Regions from separate parts of the Mus musculus genome. Here region 1 is linked to region 2. The links are chromatin contacts, called in public promoter capture Hi-C maps. All regions are on one chromosome and are shown on one strand. Each heading gives the region's core, a stretch centred on a gene start, on an enhancer-like site or on the middle of the called end of the contact. The rest is flanking DNA. Distances are from core to core; before and after follow the strand shown.

Region 1 (3,878 bases), core at 487-2,986, 120 kb after region 2:
TTCTACTGAGCAGTTCCCATAGCACTAACCTACTCCTGGTCTAAAGCCTGGAAACAGAGAATCAGAACTTAACGTGTTGTTTTAAAACAGAATCGATGTGCCAGGCTACTTACGTGTTAGAATTATGTATACATGTACAGAAATACGGTAACGACAAGATTTCTCTAAGCTATCACACCATGCCTAGCCATGACACCATCTTGGGACTAGCAAGACAGTGGATAAGGGGAGGGTAATGAGGTGGGTATTGGGGGTAGGTACATATATGAGCACAATATAATGGTATACTAGGACATTATTTGAAAGTCACAAAAATACCATTACTTCCACTAGGGGGCAATAGTGTGTTGCAGCACTGTGAATTCCCTCCACCTTGCTCAGCCTGTAGGAGCAACAGGAAAAATGTCAAGAAAAAAAAAATGTCGAGAGTGACATTTTTAGATAGCAAGCTGAGGGCTGGTTTGGGAGTCTTCAGCATTCACAGATCAAATCTGTAAAATTTTCAAGCCACTATCATGCCTACAGTAAGACTTGTTTTAATTTTGTAACAGTGTTTGTGTGTGTACAAGCATGCGTGGAAGCAGAGGTAAGCTCTCAGAGATGTACCATCTCAGATATGTTAACAAATGGCATGTGGCTTTATGAGGGGCCAATATACTTTATGTAAAAAATATAAGAAGTGGTCAATAGTCAGTTGTTCCCATTTAACTGCCAAGAAGTTTTCCTCACAGCAAGGGGTATAGAGTAAAGTATATTCTATGGCAAAATGATGTACAGTTTGCTGGATCCTGTAACTTCACATACGGAAAGAGTCATGTTCAGAGTTGTTGGTGGCCATGGTCCATGAGGTACAAGGTCACCCGTGAATAACACGGCACCGGCTTGCCTTCTTTGAGGAATGCCACAGAGTAAGTGCCAGCTGGCTCTGAAATGGTCCTAAGTATGCAGCCCCACACTGTGAAGACACCCAAAGAGCGCGGTACACATAACTGGCTTCAAGCAGGGACTGCCCCTTTCATCGTACATCTGAGCCAGTCCAGGTGCAATAAACGGACAGACCATCTCAGATGACCTATTAAGATGCACTGTTTTCAGAAATGCTTGTGTCCCACAGGCAGCATACACTGTGGATTCTCCAGGGATTTAGGGAACGCACAGGCAGCCAGGCCTACAGAGGACGGATTGTCACAGGCCTCTGCTGCCCCCTGCTGGCCTAGCTGAGGTCTGACAAAAAGGGAAGAAATGGCCATGGAGAGAAGTTCACCCCAGCCCCTGTGTCTCCCTGGCAGGCTGCTCACTTATGTTGGCTAGATTAAGAGAAGGCATTGTGCTTACAGCTGTGTAAGTTTCTGTTTTGTTTTGTTTGTAGAGGGGCATGCATGGCCCCAAGCTTTCACTGAATATCTACGTAGAGATGAACAGGTATATATGCATACATATGAGTCATACACATTGTACACATGATAGATACAGGAAGATATTCTCTTAGCATGTTTTTGGCCAGGTTCCATGTGCTGAAACAGAGGGTGGTGGGAAAGGGTAAAAGCCACCTCATCAGAACCAGAGGTCAGGAGAAAGACTGAGTCCTGGAAGACACAGGCCATTCAGCTATGGGAGAACAACCTCACAGGAGGAGGGACTGGAGAGACACAGGCCAAGGGGAAAGGAGTCAGAGAACATGGCTTCCTGACCACGCAGGAGGACAGGATGCCACTGAGAACTGACAGAGGAAGGAAGGAGGCAGGGTACCAGCTTCTCCATGGACTGCAGGAAGGCAGAGGAGAGAGCAGCCCAGCTCACAGGGCTGTTCTAGCTGCAGCTGGCTGTCTCTGGCTCCTGCTGCGGCGTCCATCTACAGCAGGGGGTCGACAGTGACTATGTCTGAGATAGGGCCCCCATCTGCTTGTGTGAAAATCCTCCACAGTGTCTGTGTAGTAAACTACTCTGTTATATAGTCCAGGAAGAAGGAAATCTAGCAGTGTGGCATGTGTGCCACAGGACGGGGGGTGGGGTTGGGGGTGGGGGGGAACCTTGGTCTACCACGGAAACAGGGAATGAGAGCAAAGGTCACGAGACCCTGGGCGTACCCTGCTTTAACTTAACCTCTCATTCATCGAGCTAAGAGACAGAGAGTTGAAAACACAAGTACTGCAGCCCCAAGTATGCGGTAGATGTGCAGGCTACCACTAAGTGTGAGAGGTTCTTTCTGCCTCAGCCCCAGAGGCGGCTGCCGACAGGACCCTGGCTTAAGTGAGACGTCTCTGCTATGTTAAACTTTGTTGGTGAAGTGAGGGAAGCTGCTGTATTCGTTTGCTGCTTTATCTTATGGGCTTTTTGAGACAGAGTCTCACCGTGTAGCCTTGGCTGGCCTTGAGCTAGCCCACGGAGATCCATCCCTCTCCCTCCGGAGTGCTAGCGTTAAAGGCGTATGCCGCCACACCTGACATGCTGCTGTGCTTTTCTGCACTCTCACTTTGTGTTACCTTTCAACCACACGGTGGTGGGGGTGTTGTTTTTATACTGAGTCTGCATGAAGAAAAAGGCATGACAACCACAGCGGGTTAGAGATGGTGGGAAGAACTAATAACCATGTATTAAAGACAGTGCTGGGGATGAGAACACATGATTTTCTAAGATCTCGCTACGCCATGCTTGGAGAGAGAAGGACGGCTTTGAGAAAGCAACAGGGATGGAAGTCAGACTCCGAGGATGACTGTGTTAATTGTTCACGCGCAGCGTGGCTGGTGCTTTTAGGCTTTCTGCTTTGAGAAACCCTCAGGAAGATTCGAACTCCAAAACGTCTAGCAGGAGCACATGAAGGTGTCTGGATGACTGAGAGAAACGAATTAAAAAGATGGACCCTCGTACTAGCAGACCTCTATGGTGAAGTTAGGCAAGCCCTGCAGTTAGGCAAGATGAATGGAAAGGTCTTGTTTGCAAGGGAAGCGGCCCCAACCTGATTAAGTCTTACCATTGTCTACAGAAATCCCAAGCACACTTGATATCTTTCTCACACTGAAAACACAGAAAAAGTCACTTCGTTACTGGATGCTTTCCACACCCTCACAAATTGATTCACGGGCTTAACGGTCTCTTGCGGGCGGAACGTCAGAATGTGGGCACTCAACCAATTACATGCACCGAGCGAGAGAGGCAACCGAATCTGACCCGGATGTGCCAGGAGGGACAGCAGAGGGTAGAATAAAATGAACAAAAATACGAGCCAATGTCTGGCCACGGAATCTGCTGCATCCTGCCTGAAGTTTGGGCACTTTGAGACGGGTGCTGTAGTTGATTTGGCCCCACATTCTGCTACCCCCCCACTGCACAGGACTCTCCTCCAAGGAGGGAACTCTTCTTCCTACTTGTTTGGCTCTGGAAGAAAAATCAAGTTGGTGACGCGGTACAGTGTGGCAGGGGCTCTCCCTTCTGAGATGGCTTGGCGGTTACGATGGTTTGGCGTGGGACTTACTGTGGTTAAAAGTGACAGAGTTATCCAGGCTGCCCAGCTGCTGCAATCTGGCATGCATCATTCCTGTTCTGTTACGGGAAACAGGCAATGTCTGAGACTTTCGATCATGACCTATGGGTCCCAACCCCTCCTGGTTCCTGTAACATGAGTGAAATGGGAAAGAAGCAACGTTAGACGCGTTACACCAAGCGAGGCGGGAGAGTTAGTGAAGCTGGAGCGTTGTACATGGGGCAGTCAGGCTACATGCAGCCATGTGGCCAGGGACAGACAGCCAGCAGCTCCAACAGTGCACAGCAAAGCCACTAGGCCTCGAAGCAGCAAGATCGAGCCAAGGCAGAGTCTCTCTCGTTCTGAGAAAGTACATTCATTAGGGATGCAACTTTTCAGAGAACCTCATTCCAGTATG
Region 2 (4,422 bases), core at 1,749-4,248:
ATGACAAGCTAGCGCTGGACATGGTGGCTCACACCTTTAATCCCAGCACTTGGGAGGCAGAGGCAGGCGAATTTCTGAGTTCGAGTCCAGCCTGGTCTACAGAGTGAGTTCCAGGACAACCAGGGCTACACAGAGAAACCCTGTCTTAAAAAAAAAAAAAAAAGACAAGCTAGCAATTTAACCCTTTCAATTGACTGATAGTGTAATACAAAGGGTTATTTGCTTGGAATTTTGTATGTCCTTCCTTTAATTTACACCTTCGTCAGAAAGTCTGATTTTGTGGAGGCTTTGAAGTCTGCTCATCAGTCTCTCTTTCAAGAACTTCCTCTTTAGTGTTGTCTTCAGGCACTAGGGAAATAATTGAATCCTTTGGCTCTGTCATTGGATTTGGTGTTGCTAGTCAATAGAAAAGCAATTCTGACCTGCCTATTTCCATATTCACGGTGGGAGGGGTCAACATGTCCCCAATGCCACTCATCTCTTTCCTCAATATTCTATCAAAGATTTTTAGGGGGTGAAGCGATAACTCAGTCAGTAGAACCCCTCCCTTAAAAGCAGGAGCACCCCGGTTCAATCTTTAGCACACTTTTAACCTTAAAGCATTGGGGGCAGAGACAGACGTAACCCCAGGGGGCTCACTGGTCAGCTCTCCTGATGAGCACATCCCAGGTGCCATGAGCTGCTCTGTCTTAGGAAACAGCGTGGATCTCTGAAGAACAGCACGTGAGAGTTGACTTCTGGGAGCTACACGCATGCACAACGCACGTGCATGCACACGCACACACACACACACACACACACACACACACACACACACACACAGCTTTTAAACACTAGTGAGATTTCTCAACAGTTAAAGTTGGATGTTGCTAAGCCTGATGACTTGAGTTTGATCCCTGGAGCCCATGGGTGAGAGGAGAGAGGTGACTCCTCTAAGTTGCATGCCCACACACATACAAATACACACATGCTAAATAAATAATTAGCTTTTCAAAGTTTGGCAGGCAAATTGGCTTAGTAGTGAAAGGTACCTGCTGCCAAGTCTAATGTCCATGAGTACCTACCTGTGTAAGATGAAATCAGTTCCTGAAACTGTCTTCTGACCTCCACACTCACACATAACACACACACACACAAACAAATAGCCTAAATACCATGACTTTCCAGCATTGGGGAATATTTATAAAGAAATGAAAATATTGTTCTGAGAACAAAATGAAACCCCAGAGATGCTTCTATTTCAGTGTCAAATACAAGGCACAAGGGGTGTGTGTGTGTGTGTCTGTGTGTGTGTGTCTGTGTGTGTGTGTAGTGCATGCACATGTCTTGTACAGGACAAGACGGGCAATTACTAATATCCAAAAGAAGTACTATGGACTGAGCTGTACCCTTGAAACTCACCATGACACCTCAAAACGAGGCTTTCTTTGGAGAAAAGGCCTCAGGAAGGAAAAGAAGCTGTTGGGTGGGGGTGGGGGTGGGGGTGGGGGTGGGGGTGGGGGCGGGGGCGGGGGTGGGGGTGGGGGCGGGGGTGGGGGTGGGGGACTTAACCTGACATGACTGATTGGTGTCCTTACATGAAGAGATTAGGATGCAGACACACAGAGAGTAAAAGATGGCTATCAACAATCAACCAAGGAGGAAGGCCTCCAGAAGAGACCAGTCTTCAGGGGACCTTGATCTTGGACCTCCAGCCAGAGGAACTAGGAGGTCATAAATTCCTGTTTAACAGCATCACCAGGCCATGGCACTTGTCCTGAGCCTCAGCACAGACAGGCATGGAAAAAATGAGAGAAGGAACCAAAAACCAAATGGTCTTGTGCTGGTGAGATGAATTACACTGATTTTTTTTTTTTTTCAGAGAAAAATCTGGGACTGTCAAAGTCAATGATTAAGACACCAGAGGCTTGGTGAGAGGCCAGCCGTTATAAGGAAGTGCCTGAAAGTCAGAAACCATCAGAGAACATCAGAGAAGTCTCCAGACCTCTGGGACATGTGTGAGAGGACAGGGCATTTTCAGGCCTGCCAGGGTGAGTAAAAAGGCAGCACAGGATCCAGGAAAGAAAGGCAGTCTCCTGGGCACAGCGGCGATGTCTCTGACCAGAGCATGTGCTTCTGGTAGGTCCCAGAGGGAAAAGTGGTCCCCAGGGAGGACTGTTGATAACCTGACACTGTAGCTAACTAACTAGACACTATATAGTATATAATGCTATAAGTATACATATAAGTATAAGTGACCAGGTAAAGGCTAACATTATTTGTGTCATGAATGAATGCTGAATTCTATAGCTTATTTTTCCGCACCAGTTGATAATAAACATGATGTGGACTTTCTTCTCTAAGTTATGAATTACGTTGGTTGTGTATTCTTGGTACACTCTTGACACTTTCACACCCTGGTCACCACTGGGCTTGGTTAAAGGAATGCGTTAAGCTCGGTTAGATGCGAGGAGAGCCAGTTTCAAGAGAAATCTCCGTACCTGATTCCGTTCTCCCCTTTCTCTGGCTTTTGGTTAAGACCATCTTTTACCTGAGAGAGAGAGAAGAAAGAATATAAGAATGTTTCTAAGCCAGAGAGATGGCTCAGTGTGTGAGGCACCTACTGTGTAAGCCTGACCCTTTGAGTTTAATCCTTGACAAGATGGGAGGGGAGACTCCACTTCACACAGTTTTTCTCTCACCTCTGTACATGCACCGCGGCACGGGTCCACCGCTCTCTTATGTGCCCATCATGTGCGTAGATAAACACACATGCACATACAATAAATAAACAGATAAATAAAGTGTCCTGGCGCTTAGCTCATTAGGATCAGTTCACACTAGCACTTTAGACTTTGAGCGCACCATCCTGGCCCTTGTCCTGGGAGATACGGTTCTACTTCTTCCTTCTTGGTTTCCCTCCAGGCTAACACACGTTTTCCTGTTATAGATCCTTGATTGTCAGTGGCTCCAAAGGGCACGACTCTCTGACAGTTTAGATGGTCTGACCTTCGGACATGGCAACACTGTATTGTTAATACAGAGTTCATGTTTGACAACTGTGCAGATGAGTCAGGAAAACCACTGGGAAATACATCTCACGAGCATGTTTTGCTAGGCCACATTTACAGCTTGGCTGGGGTGTGTCAACCTGTGGGCCACAGGCTGCGTACACCTGATAGAACAAGCCACCCAAGAGCTTCCTTGTTAAGCAAATGGCTGAGAACATTAACCGCACGTTGAGTTTTTCCTTAAGTCCTCACTCGAATCCCCTGGCAGACTGCCCAAAGTTCCTTTTTCAGATCAACTCTTCTTGTACCAAATGACACACCTAGATGTCTTCATTTTGTCAGGTAGTATTTCATATGTATTTTATTCCTTGTATCTGGTATACATACCATACTTTTATAAGAGCACATTTAACAATTAATACAATTAATGATATGTTAAGCACATTACCTCAAAGTCTGAGAATGTACATATACATTCATGTGAATTACATATACACATGGAAGTGTACATCCATACACGAGCATGGGTGCACACTCATAACACAGTTATTATTTATTTACCTTTATATTTTAACATGTTTTTGTTTTTGTTTTCAGACAAGTTTCCCCTGTGTAGTCCTGGCCAGCCTGAAACTCAAAGAGCCCCTCCTATATCTTCTTCCCGAGTGCTGGAATCTAAGCGCCGAGCTAAGATAGGGTCTTCCTATACAGTCCAGGCCAGCATCTGCTTCCTGAGAGCTGTAAAAAAGGCATGGACCACCACACCTGGTTCCTACTTTTCTTTTTACATCGTCATTAACAGTGATCCACCTTCCCCACCAGCCAGACCTTCACTGGGACTCAAATGTCTGTGCTCCTCAAGAGTTTGAAATTACCTAAAGCAGTCTTCAATATTGGTAAAGCCAAGCCAAAGCCACACCAGTAAAAAGCTCTGCCCTGTGGCTGCAGAGATGGCTCAGTGGTTAAGAGCACTGGCTGCTTTTGCAGAGGACCTGGGTTCAATTCCCAGCACATACAATATAATTCATAACTATCTGTAACTATAGTTCCTGGGGACCTGATGCCCTCTCTGACCTCAGACACCAAACACCCATGTAGTACACATATGTACATGCAGATAAGACACTCATACATGTAAAAGAAAGCCTAAAACACTTTTAAAGCTGTGTCTCCGATATTGCAAATAGCCAAGAGACATCTGTAGTGTTCAGTACTTACCACACGGTATTGACTGGGGTTCCACACTAGAAGGGTGTGCCGGTGACCCTGCTCAAAATCATGAGCTACTGTGGTGACTCCTGGGGATCCAGAGGAAGATATGTTTATGCTTGTCAGCTTGTCTATATCGAAAGTCATGAACGTGTCTGTCTGGAGATGGGGGAAAGAAGGCAGGAGGCAGAGTTAGCACTGTGGGCTTGGACGCTGTCATGTC

Evidence for each region. Capture Hi-C pulls out chosen DNA fragments and counts their contacts.
Region 1: a promoter capture Hi-C map of liver shows a contact between it and region 2, with 2.1 times the contacts expected there. The contact joins two enhancer-like sites. A contact is called at or near these places in 1 of 15 datasets of contacts at CTCF or cohesin (embryonic stem cells), 27 of 484 Hi-C or Micro-C datasets (2-cell-like embryonic stem cells, the AML12 cell line, the C2C12 cell line and 15 more), 4 of 115 datasets of contacts at active chromatin or transcription factors (embryonic stem cells, intestinal villus epithelium and memory CD8 T cells) and 4 of 9 other capture datasets (adipose tissue, embryonic stem cells, liver and 1 more).

Annotation. Positions count from the first base shown.
Region 1 is chr14:121,588,340-121,592,217 of GRCm38.p6, forward strand. Dock9 (dedicator of cytokinesis 9) reads right to left here. Exons shown (of 54, transcript NM_001081039.1): 38 at 3,473-3,609. Among named protein-coding and RNA genes, the nearest start is that of Slc15a1, 85 kb to the left of the region's middle. Within about 2 kb of position 1,737, at least 44 of the 459 cell types and tissues checked have an H3K27ac peak or open chromatin away from gene starts, as enhancers often do. A contact at or near this core is called in liver, where this site is marked.
Region 2 is chr14:121,468,798-121,473,219 of GRCm38.p6, forward strand. Slc15a1 (solute carrier family 15 (oligopeptide transporter), member 1) reads right to left here. Exons shown (of 23, transcript NM_053079.2): 17 at 4,209-4,358; 18 at 2,481-2,530. Among named protein-coding and RNA genes, the nearest start is that of Gm33299, 14 kb to the left of the region's middle. Within about 2 kb of position 2,999, at least 11 of the 459 cell types and tissues checked have an H3K27ac peak or open chromatin away from gene starts, as enhancers often do. A contact at or near this core is called in liver, where this site is marked.